2 separate regions of the Lactuca sativa genome follow, and region 1 is linked to region 2. A link is a contact called in public Hi-C data. All regions are on one chromosome and are shown on one strand. Each heading gives the region's core, a stretch centred on a gene start, on an enhancer-like site or on the middle of the called end of the contact. The rest is flanking DNA. Distances are from core to core; before and after follow the strand shown.

The links. A called contact is a pair of places that touch in the nucleus more often than the background predicts.
Region 1: a Hi-C map of leaf shows a contact between it and region 2, with 5 times the contacts expected there. The contact joins the promoter of LOC111914710 here to the promoter of LOC111914703 in region 2. A contact is called at or near these places in 2 of 4 Hi-C or Micro-C datasets (leaf and seed).

Annotation. Positions count from the first base shown.
Region 1 is chr4:45,652,000-45,657,905 of Lsat_Salinas_v11, forward strand. LOC111914710 (KH domain-containing protein At4g18375) reads left to right here and starts at 4,653. Exons shown (of 7, transcript XM_023910421.3): 1 at 4,653-4,809; 2 at 5,168-5,832. The coding sequence starts at 5,188.
Region 2 is chr4:45,498,687-45,504,532 of Lsat_Salinas_v11, forward strand. LOC111914703 (probable UDP-arabinose 4-epimerase 3) reads right to left here and starts at 4,020. Exons shown (of 10, transcript XM_023910413.3): 1 at 3,820-4,020; 2 at 3,565-3,589; 3 at 3,012-3,091; 4 at 2,803-2,927; 5 at 2,606-2,719; 6 at 2,319-2,518; 7 at 1,991-2,227; 8 at 1,792-1,921; 9 at 1,561-1,705; 10 at 893-1,470. The coding sequence starts at 3,961. The coding sequence ends at 1,232.

The sequences.
Region 1 (5,906 bases), core at 3,403-5,902, 150 kb after region 2:
TTTGGATTTTGAAAACAATCTTAAATGCCAACTCAACATACAATGTTGTTCTTTAGCTGGTATTATCAAAAGTTTGTCAATAGTCCTTGTGGTTCCTTTTTATTTTATATTTAATCTAAAATTATTATTTTACACCTTGATTGATTTCTATTAACTTTTAATTATTAAAAGAAAGAAAATGAGTTTCAAATGAATCTAATGAGATTAATATGGATCAAATCACTTTTGAGATTTAAACTGTTTCTAATGCGGAAAAACGAAAGTTGAAAATTTTCAAATATAGATTCCATCCAGAAGTTGTTTTAGTTTTTGATTTTGAAAACAATCGAAAATGTCAACTCAACATACAACGTTGTTCAGTTGTTCTTTAGCTGTTATTATCTTTGAGCATCTTGCGAATATATTTTGATATGCATTTTTCCAACAAGAATTAGGCTCAACAACTTTTTTTTTTGTTTAAAAAAAGAAAGAAAATTAAGGGAATGATAAGCTACAACAAAAAGTTTGTCATTCCCTTTTATTTTATATTTAATCTAATATTACTATTTTATACCTTGATTGCTTTATATCGACTTTTAATTATATGTCTTCAAAATTTAACTAGAAAGACCCTAACAAACCCATCCTCACCCCACCACACCACACCCTACATCGGATGCTGAAGATCATCTGTAATACCTAAAATCCCTTAGAAGTTCAAAACATTAAAATGCACAAATTGATTTGAGAAAATCTAAGCGCTAAAAAATCAAAACCCAAAAGAAAATGATTATCAAGCTTAAAAATACTTGAAAATGCATATGTTCTACTATGGTGAAAACTGAAACAATCCTTAAAATTGAAACCTAATATTAAGAAAACTAACCCATTAGTTCCATGAAAAACAATTTTTGAATGTCAACAAAATTGAACTCATCTTTTAGTTATCATCTTTTAAACCAATAATCTGCCAACAATCCCAAAAAATTGAAACCTAGTATCCCTGATGTTTGGTGCAAGAAAAAACCATCTTCTTCTTGAAATGAAAATGGTACATTTTAGTGGGTAATATAGAACAATGAGAATAGACGAGGGAGGAAATAAATGGTTAAGAGGATCGAAGAATGTTGTCTAGTAGAAAGTCAATGGAGGGGATGGTTTTAGGGCGTGTTGTGATGATAATAGAATCCATGAGTAGGTAGAGGGTTTTGCCTCATGTAACGAAATGTTAAACATGACCAAAGTTTTGACTTTTTGTAAATTGTAGAAACCATCTATATAATTGTGCTATTAAATAATTCAATAATCAATTGTAAAGTCAAATATATTTAAAAAAATTATATTTATTTACAATATTCAATTTTCTTATACATCCTTAAAATGCAACCTACTTATAACCTTTCTTTTGTCTAACTCTTTATATTACAATAGTGTTTGATATTGAACATTTAAAAGTTTTTGGTAGCTTTTAAAAAAAACCTTGAAAAAAAAAGTTTCATTTGGAAGTAGAAGTTTTATATTTTATTTTAAGCAAAAAATTGATAATCTAAAAATTACTCAAATATTTTTATGGAGCTTTTAGCTTTTGATTATTATATAGATAATTGTAAACATTTTAAAACTAATAAGCTATTTTTGTTGAACATCTTTACACAAATAAAAGCTACAATTTTCGGCTTATAGCTAGTAGCAAGTTCTGCCAAACACAACCCATATGTTTCTTCGAATGCTCTTTCATTTTAATTATATTCAATGTTGAGAATCATAATCACTTTTATCTTTTCTTGTATGATTTTTTGTTCATTTTTATCCTAAAACATATCAAAACCTCTTGTTCTTGTCTTGTAGCAACTATTAGTATGTTGGTGTAACGACCCAATTTTCACGACCAAAAATTTTGTTTTAAAACATTACTTTAGAAAATATTAATAACTAAAAACATTGTTTGATCAGACCATAACACAAAGTGAACCATGTCTAAAAGCCAATTCATACAACCAATCAAAATATCAGAGTACAACTCCTAGTGAAGCTCGTAAATGCGGAAACCGGAGAGTGTGTGTGTGACATGCTGCTACCGCGCCGACTCCTTTCCCCTAGCTGAGGAGGTACCTGAAACCAAAACTGAAAACCGTAAGCACAAAGCTTAGTGAGTTCCCCCATCGTACCACATACCATACAAACACATAACATACATACTGCCAGGCTATTCTGGGGTGCCTAACTACCCGGTACGGCCGTTCTGGGGTGCTGTCCTACCCGTGTCAAGCCATTCTGGGGTGCTGACTACCCGTGTCAAGCCATTCCGGGGTGCTGACTACCCATGTCAAGCCATTCTGGGGTGCTGACTACCCATCGGTCCTAACAACCGATCCTCGGGGACTAGTCCCCTCTTACTACCTTTATCTCATATAACATAACAAGCCAGCATGCAAACATATCATCACGTACTGTCAGACATATCTGGGGTGTCTGACCTACCCTTCGGTCCTAACAACCGAACTCTACAACTATCACATATACATATCATGCCAGCATATAACATATCAGGTAGTAGCAAACCTAGATGATATCACAAAGACAATCATCTAACATACAACTCCTACTGGTGGGCCGGCATTGTGGCCGTAGACCCACCGCTACTGGAAGGTAACTCACCTCGAAGTAGCTGCTGGTCTGATCGGAAACTGACTGCCTACTGCTCCGAAAATCCTCCGGCTGCAATTCCCACAACATACTCAATCAAACACTGCTCATTGACCTTTGGGTAAAATGACCATTTTACCCCTGACCATGCCCTAAGTCAAAGTCAGAGTCCACTTTCAGTTGACCCGACTCGCCGAGTTGGCTTTCCAACTCGCCGAGTCACCACCCAAACGATTGTCCTGGATCCCGTTCCTACTCGTCGAGTTAGGCGACGACTCGACGAGTTCTCCTTCTAGACTGATATTCAAGTCCTTCATCCTACTCGCCGAGTTGTATGAACAACTCGTCGAGTTCATTTTCATCCGATGAACACTTATGCTAAGACTCGCCGAGTTGTATGAACAACTCGCCGAGTCTGTTCTTGATCTAAGGAGATTGCCTTGAACTCGCCGAGTCAAGGCATTGACTCGCCGAGTACCTCCATAGATGAGTTCAGCTTCCGACTCACTGAGTCACACCCCGTGACTCACTGAGCCACACCCCGTGACTCACTGCTCACTCGACACTACGAAAAGGGGACAAACTCGGAGACTCACGAACAGATTCGCCGAGTCACATGAACGACTCGTCGAGTCGTTGCCATGCACCCACTAAATACACAGATTTGCTCGATTCCAGTCCATGCCATTCACAGATCTGGACTTCTAGGACACGAATCACACGTAAAGTTTCCAACTTTACGTGTGGATATTCACCAATATGGATTTTAGGGCTCAAAATGCCTCAAAAGGGTAGATCTAGGGTGAACAAGCAACATGGGGCCATAAAGCTAACAAATCTGAGCTCCTGGAGCTCAATCTTGCCTAGATCTAGAGGCCAATCGACTTATTACAAACCCTCAAGCATACACAATCTTAGAAATGGCTCAAAAAGGACTTTTATGGAGCTATAAGCTTAAAAACAGAGGGGAAACGAGCTATACCTTAGGGGAAACGTTGGAATGACACAGGGATGCTTGGCCTCCTTCTCCTCTTCTTGATTCCCTCTTCTTATCCTTCAAAGAAACTTCAATACACCACAAAACACTTCAAACTCACAAGAAAGCAAGGCTAGAGAGAGATACAGGGCTCTGAGGGTGAATGGGGGGCTGGCTTGGGGCAGTTAAGTCGTTTAAATAGGGTGCAAACCCCTGAAACTTAGGGTTTCATCCAACAGCTGTGACTCGCCGAGTCCAGGATATGGACTCGCCGAGTCGCCAACTTAAACTTGTCCCGGGTCCCGCATCCACTCGGCGAGTCGGACCTATGACTCGCCGAGTCCAAGGCTAAAAGAAGGGAAATACTCAAATAAGATTTACTTACCAGGAACCAGGTGCTACAGTTGGACAACAAACATAAGCATTTTGAAACTTTTAAGAAATAAAAAAAACTCGAATTCAAGAAAAAATTTTATTTGTGGTTATAAACTTTTATTGTAAACAAAAAAATTATAATCCAAAAATGTTTTTAAGTGGTTTTTGAGAGTTTTTATAAACTTTTAACTTTTCGTTTTTATGTTTTATGTGTATCTTCGGCGACGAGCTTTTAAAAGTTTTTAAGAGCTCTTAACTTTCTGATTTTGACAAAAAAAAAAACCCCAATTTTATAAAAATTTATGTTCAGACTTAATGTTTTTATATTAAACAAATAACTCTTAATCCTAATACTACTTCAAATAACTTTTAAAAGTTTTTATATTTTATATTTTATGTTATTCTTTCCTTTTAAAAGTTTACAATTACTTTTATCAAATATTTACATATAAATAAAATAAAAGTTACAATTTTAGATTTCTACTACCAACTACTAGCTTCTAATTAGCATCTAATTTTGCAAACATATGAAACAGCATGAACTAAAATACGATAAATTTGTTGAACCACAAACGGATCCGTACTTTTTACGGGTTTACCCTTCACATATGAAAATCAATTTATGAAGTTGTATAAGTTAAAGGATTTAAAATAATAATTTTTGTAACGGATTCATGGACCGAACTTGTTAGTATAAAAAGTCCATGGGGAAATATTTGTAGTATGTGGGATGTGTTTTATAAAGGCTCATCTTTATTAGCTTCGATACGCACATCTTCGTAACGTACTCTAGGGTTTTTTTTGGGGTCCTTCTTGCCGTTCATCTCAATCAGGTCCGATTCCCTTCGTTTTTGTTCTTACCTATTATGTAATTAATGCATCCATACAGTAGTTTTGGTTCTCATGCTATTAATTCGTTGCTATTATGGTTTTTTGATATTTTTGTCATGTTTCATTCAATCTCTTCTATTCATCGCCCCTAAATAGTTCTTTTTTGGGAAAATTTGAACTTCGTATTTATAATTTTGATTGATTGTATTTACCACAATCTCTTAATTCCCCTGTGATTTTGAGTTGCTACAACTTATCGGCAGTTCCAATTTAATTGATTGAATGATCTCCACTAAATACGGACAATTAAAGTTTCTATTGCTTAATTCTTTATTTATTGGCGTTCGTTGATGCGTGCAGGAGGAGTCGTATTGTGAAGTATGGGTGAAAGTGGAAAGCGGCAGCGCAACAAGAGGGAGAGAGAAAGGGACAGGGATAGGGGGAGGGAGAAAGACGGTGGCAATGGCGATCATAAGAACCAGAGAAGAAGAGGAAACGAAAGAGATGATAGAAGTAATAACAACAACAGGGGTAATGATGAATTGGTTGCTTACAGAATACTATGTCCAGGCAGATTCATTGGCAGTGTGATTGGAAAGAGTGGGAAGGTCATAAATTCAATAAGACAAGATACAAGAGCAAAGGTTAAGGTAGTAGATCCATTTCCTGGCACCAAAAACAGAGTCATAACAATATATTGTTATATTAAGGAGAAAGAGGAAATCGAGCCTGATGAAGAACTTGGTGATCGTGACCCTTTATGCCCTGCCCAGGATGCACTTATTAAGGTGCATAATGCAATTGCAAATGTAGCAGAAACAGCTGGTGATTCTGATAAAAAATGGAAAGATAAGGAAGAATGCCAACTTCTAGTTCCAGCTAGCCAGTCTGCAAATATTATTGGAAAGGCTGGGGCAACTATAAAGAAATTAAGAAGCAGGACAAGGGCAAACATTAAAGTTACTCCAAAAGATATTAGTGATCCTAATCATTCGTGTGCCATGGACTTTGACAACTTTGTTGTGGTTAGCCTTTATTCTCTGAAATTCTCTCTTCATCTGAAGTTTCACACATTGCTGATACTCTATTTTCATTACTT
Region 2 (5,846 bases), core at 2,770-5,269:
CATCAAAAAAACAGTTAGTTACATATTTCATCATGTATCAAATATTAGTCAAGGGAATTCATGTTTAAATAACTTATAGGATTACTCGTACGAGTGCTAGTCTCATCAGGCTAGCCCACACAATCAAAAATTTCCTCTTTATAACACAGTTTATAGGGAACTAGAGTATAGGCACCTCAAAATATACCCCAAATGTGTCTGATAGTTGGCTAACCTATGCCCACAAGGTCTAATCAACTTACATTTTTCTTCCATTCTCACCGGTTTAAATATATGAATCTACTACAAGACATCTAGTTCACTTAAACCATAACTATGATACTAACTTGACAAATTAATACAAAATACACCAATTTCTTTTTAAATCACAAACTACATGGTGTACATTCATATTAAAATCGTAGAATACAAGTACTTACAAAAAAGGATTGTATACCACAAAATTATACAAAGTTTCGAGTCAGGCTATGTCTTTATCTTTATGGGTTTCACTTGGAACTGAAAGGCAAAACAAGTAACGATTAAGGTATGCAAGCTTAGTGAGTACTCAAATAACCATATACCTATAATATCAACCACAATCAACGATAACGTTTCAATCAACATAAACATGTATAAATCACATATCCTTTCAAGGTAATTTAACAATGGTTCTTGCCACAAAACTCAGTAAGTTCTGTCCCTCCAAATCGCATAAATTACCCCTTTGGTCCTCCTACTTAGCCTTTACATTTACATTCCCTTTATAAATAAAACCTCATTATTTTAGGGTTTTAAACCTCCAATTTTCACACATTTTATTACATTACATAGGTTATACCCAAAAAACCACAAATATCATTTTGACATTTTAATTCACATATGACGACTAAAAAGAGAACGGGTTTACATATCATTTCTTTCATTTCCTACAATTTTTGCATTTCTCATATGATCGGGTTACATTACATATATCATTATATTGTAACATGAGTTTAAGCTAAACCTGATAAAGACACATTATTTCTAAGATCTCATCAGTAACCAGTTTCTTAATACAAATAATTTATGGGTACAACTCCTCCCAAGTCCCAATGTAAGAAATAATCATATGATGATATTCAAATGTGTGGAAAAAATTATATATATATAAATTACCCTAAACCTCAACCCCTAATTTTCATAATAAACCTAATCATGAAACCAGGTCAAAATCTTCAAATCTTTAACCACATATGATCATTGGTCCATATCAAAATATAGTCTTTATGGACCCATATCCATTATGATGTGACTTCTGCCATTTCCATGCAACCTCCAAACTTTTTTCTAAATCAGTGTGCCGAGCTGACCAGTTGAGTTCCCGAAGTATCTTTGATGGGTCACTGTACACCTCAGCATAGTCACCAGGCCTACGTGGCAGGTAGTCCACTTTAATCGATGCCCCTGTTGCCTTCTTACATGCTTCCACAAACTCTTTAACTGATCTACCTGTCATACCATTCACAAAACAACATTGTAATTAAAAAAAAAAGATTGTACCATTTAATTATGTTATATTATAAAAAAAAAAGATTGTACCTTTTCCTGTTCCAACATTGTAAATCCCAACATGGCCAGGTTTTGCATTCTCAAGTGCTTTTACATGAGCATCAACTAAATCAGTAACATCAATGTAGTCACGTATGCAAGTTCCATCTGGGGTTTTATAGTCTGTTCCTCGAACCTTCATCACATTCACATACAAAGTTAATCTGTTTGGTTGGAATGGAATGGAATCAGATGTGGGAATGGAATGGAATGAAAGATTACCTTGAGCCCATTGGTAATTCCACGAGCTGCATCAAAACATGCACCTGATATTCTTCCATGTTCACGTAACTCTGGTCTTGGTGCTTCTCCTAATCTTCCATCTGGATCTGAACCAATCACATTGAAGTATCTGGAATTCAATAAGTTGTCAGAAACATTTTTACTAAACTATGTGTCAAATGAAAAATTGTTAATCAACCTTAAAATCATAACTGCCATGTCTGAGTTTTGATGAAAATCTTGAATGATATCTTCAGACATCTTTTTGGCTTTCCCATATGGATTAATAGGATTTTGAGGGGTTTCTTCTGTAATTGGCATCTTTTCAGGTTCCCCATATGTAGCACATGTGCTAGAATATATAAGTGTATTAACATTATGTACTGACATAGCCTCCAATACCACAAGGGTATTTGATGTAATGTTGTGATAATACCTGCATCATTACAACAAAAAAAAACAACATTTTCAAGATAATTGAAGTGGAAGAAAAGAAGAAAAGAACAGATATAATTGATAATACCTACTTTAATGGATCAAGGGTACTCTCACCCACATATGCAACTGCTGCAAAATGTATTACTGCATCAAATGCATTTTCAGAAAAGATTTTGTTTACAGCTTTTGCATCTCCCAAATCAGCATAAATAAATTGGAGTCTCCCAGGTTGTGGGAACAGGTCTTGAAGAACTTTCACAGCTCCTATGTTTCCACGAGAGAGATTGTCCTATAAAAAATTTACATTATTTATAGTCGGATTATATGTTATAAATTTATTTAAAAAAAAAAAAGAAGAGATAATTATAATATATACCACTATGGTTACACGATAAGAGTCTTTTAGGAGGCGTAATGTAGCATGGGAGCCAATATAGCCAGCACCTCCAGTTACTAAGACATGAGTAATTCCTGTTTCATGCCTAGAGAACTTGAAAACAAAATGAAAAATAAGCAGAAATGGACAAAAAACAAATAAATAAACAAATGAATGAAAAGGGTCTATTTACTTACTGGGCTAGGGCTCCTGAAAGATGGGGATTGTTTGAGCATGAAGATACATAATGCTATAAGGAATGAAGCAAAAATAATCTTTCTTACAAATCCTTTCTTCTTGTTTGGCTCTGTATGATCCATACCTGAAACCATAAAAACCAAAAACAACTTCAAATTCTGTAAGCTTTGATGTAAAAGTTTTATCAACCATCAAGTTGTGAGATTACCTCCTAAAGCGTAAGACCTGTTAGGCCTTGGCTGGGTTCTTGGCTTGTTAAAGTTTTGCATTTGTAGAAGAAGAATCCCTCTGTGAAATTAACTATTGTTGATTAAACTGTAAGACACACCTTGCTTTGATCAGTAGTAGAATTATATTGTTAAAGTTCCATGGAAGTAAGAGACAGAACAAGGAAACAGAAACAAGAGCCTTGGTAATGATTTTATCATCAGTAAGAGTTCAATTCAACTGAAAAAAAATATTACTCGAGCTTAAGAATTTGAAATACATAGCAAAAGCAGTGTATAAATCGATATCCGGGAACGAGGATCAAATTCATTAAGCTCGATCTTCAATCAAATTCAACAAAAGGTCAGCATGACCAACATGAGATCACCATACTGTACAAAAATACAATAGAATGCCAAGATCTAAGGATTAACCCCGGAGAAAATCAAAATACAAACATGCAAAATCTATAATTAACCTCAAGGGAAGAAACGAAGGAGAAAGAAATCGAGTGAAACAAAAATATTTCGTCAACGATTAGACAAAAGGGTTACCTGACAAAAGCAGCATTCCAAAAACCTGCGAATGCAAAAGAAGGATCAGAGAAGATCTATGACGAGAGAGCAAAAGGGTACAATGGTGGAAAGCACTTCTTTAACATTTGTAAGGAAATTGTGATTCTACATAATCATCTGATTGTTTCCAAACTCTGAAAAGGGTAATGGTAAATAAAGTAAACAGTCCGAGATGCTTCCTGGAGAGAAGAACAAAACGTAACAAGGAAAAAGTGTAGAGAGAGATAGACGTACGATGAAAAAATGAAGAAAGAGTAGGACAGACGAATTGTGTTCTTGGACCAAGCTTCTGAATCGTCGTCTTCTCTTTCTGCCTAGGTTTTGGAATGAGGAGAGAGGAAATGGAGGAATCTCCGGTGATGGTGCCATCTGCCATGTTCTAAGTCAAAATGGAAGGAGGGAGATTGGGAGAATGTCTTCCCCAACACAAAATATCTCTTTATTTTATTTTATTATTTCTATACTATATTTTCATAAATTTCAATATAAAAACAAATGTTAATATGTTTTTTGGTATGCCATTTAATAGATTATGTATCTAAATTTTGAGAAACGTTTTAAAACTTTTGAAAAATTAATTTAGAATGTCGAACTAAATAATATTAAATAAATTATTATAACAAATAACAAAAAGCAGATGTTATTAAAATCATATTATTCAAAATTTTCAAAATAATAGTTTATTATCTTTATGATTAATATGTATGAAAACTACCTAAGACATCATGTCATGTGTTTATAGAACCAAGGTTCTTAAATTAGCTGATAGAAATATTGTAATAAAAATCTTTAAATTTGTACGAAATTATGAGTTTTGTCAAAATATTGCATAAGATTGACGTGACATTCCACCAATAGCGGAACTTGATATCTCAGGGATAACACACATGATTTTAGGAATGACATGCCGAAAAATTTACATTACGCCAGAAAATTAGGGTTGCTTCGGCCACCTCGGGAATCCTTTATGTCTGCCCCTGCATCCCATGTCAATGTGTTTTCCTTTAATTAAAAATTAAAGGTTTTAAAAGGAAGAAAAGGAGGTAATCGGGTTTCGAACCGTAGCCTCCCACACAACAACCAAGCATCTTCTCGCTAAGCTAGAACGATTTTGGTGAATACGTTTTTGAACTTTTATAAATAACCCATTCCCCATTACTATTTTAATCACATTCCTTCTTTATTATACGGTAATCAAATCCTTATGCTAAAACCAATTACCGTTTACATTCTATAACACTCCTAAAAATCACAATAAATTTAAAATTTTCAAAATCAACCATTAAACAACATTGTTTACAAGAGAGTCATTGTTTCAAAAACATTATTTCAAATAAGATTTTTCCCAAGACCCAGTGGCATAAAACAGGAAGCTGTGTACGATCACGCCTTTGTCTTCCCACGATCCTCTGAAGTACCAGAAACCATAAACTAAAATTGTAAACCAAAGTTTAGTGAGTTTTCCCAAAGTACCAACACACATATACATATAACAACATATATTGGGTCCACAGCTAAAAAGACTGGATTACCCCCGAGCCCACAGTATGAGTCTGTCATGCCATACGGACCCTTACCTCATATATGGATTGCTCCTCAACCCACAGTATGAGTTTGGCATGCCAATCAGGGCCTCAACTCATATTTGGATTGCTCCCAGGTTTTTTAGCTATCGCACAAAGCAGTACAACCTCAACCCAACACAATATGTCGACATATGTAACAGATAAACATAACACATGATCAACAATTTCAAATAATCATACAGATTTACTAATCAACTACAAACTAGCATAATAATATCCTAACCAGGATAAATAATCTAGTAGACCGACATTGGTGCCTTCGACCCACGGGTACAGTGAGGAGACTCACCTCACAGTCTGAAAGTAATCTGAATAAATCCCTGCTCCGACAACCGACTCAACCCGACTCCCAAATATCAAAACATTTTTTATTTAAATTAATAACATTTTCCCAAAATACCCTTGGTCAAAACTGGTCAAAATCAACAAGTCAACCGAGACGAGTCAACCCAGCCGAGTCAACTCAAGGCTCGTACGTGGGGCGTACTCCGGATGTATGTGGGACATACTCGTGGTCCAAGACGTCGGGACTCAAACTGCGTACGCGCAACGTACCATTTGGTACGCCCAACGTACGCACATATTTCATTCTTAATCATTTAAGAGCTTAATACCACGACTTATTATGTCCATGTAACATCCATAAATTTTCATAAAATTTAAACTTTTCAAAAC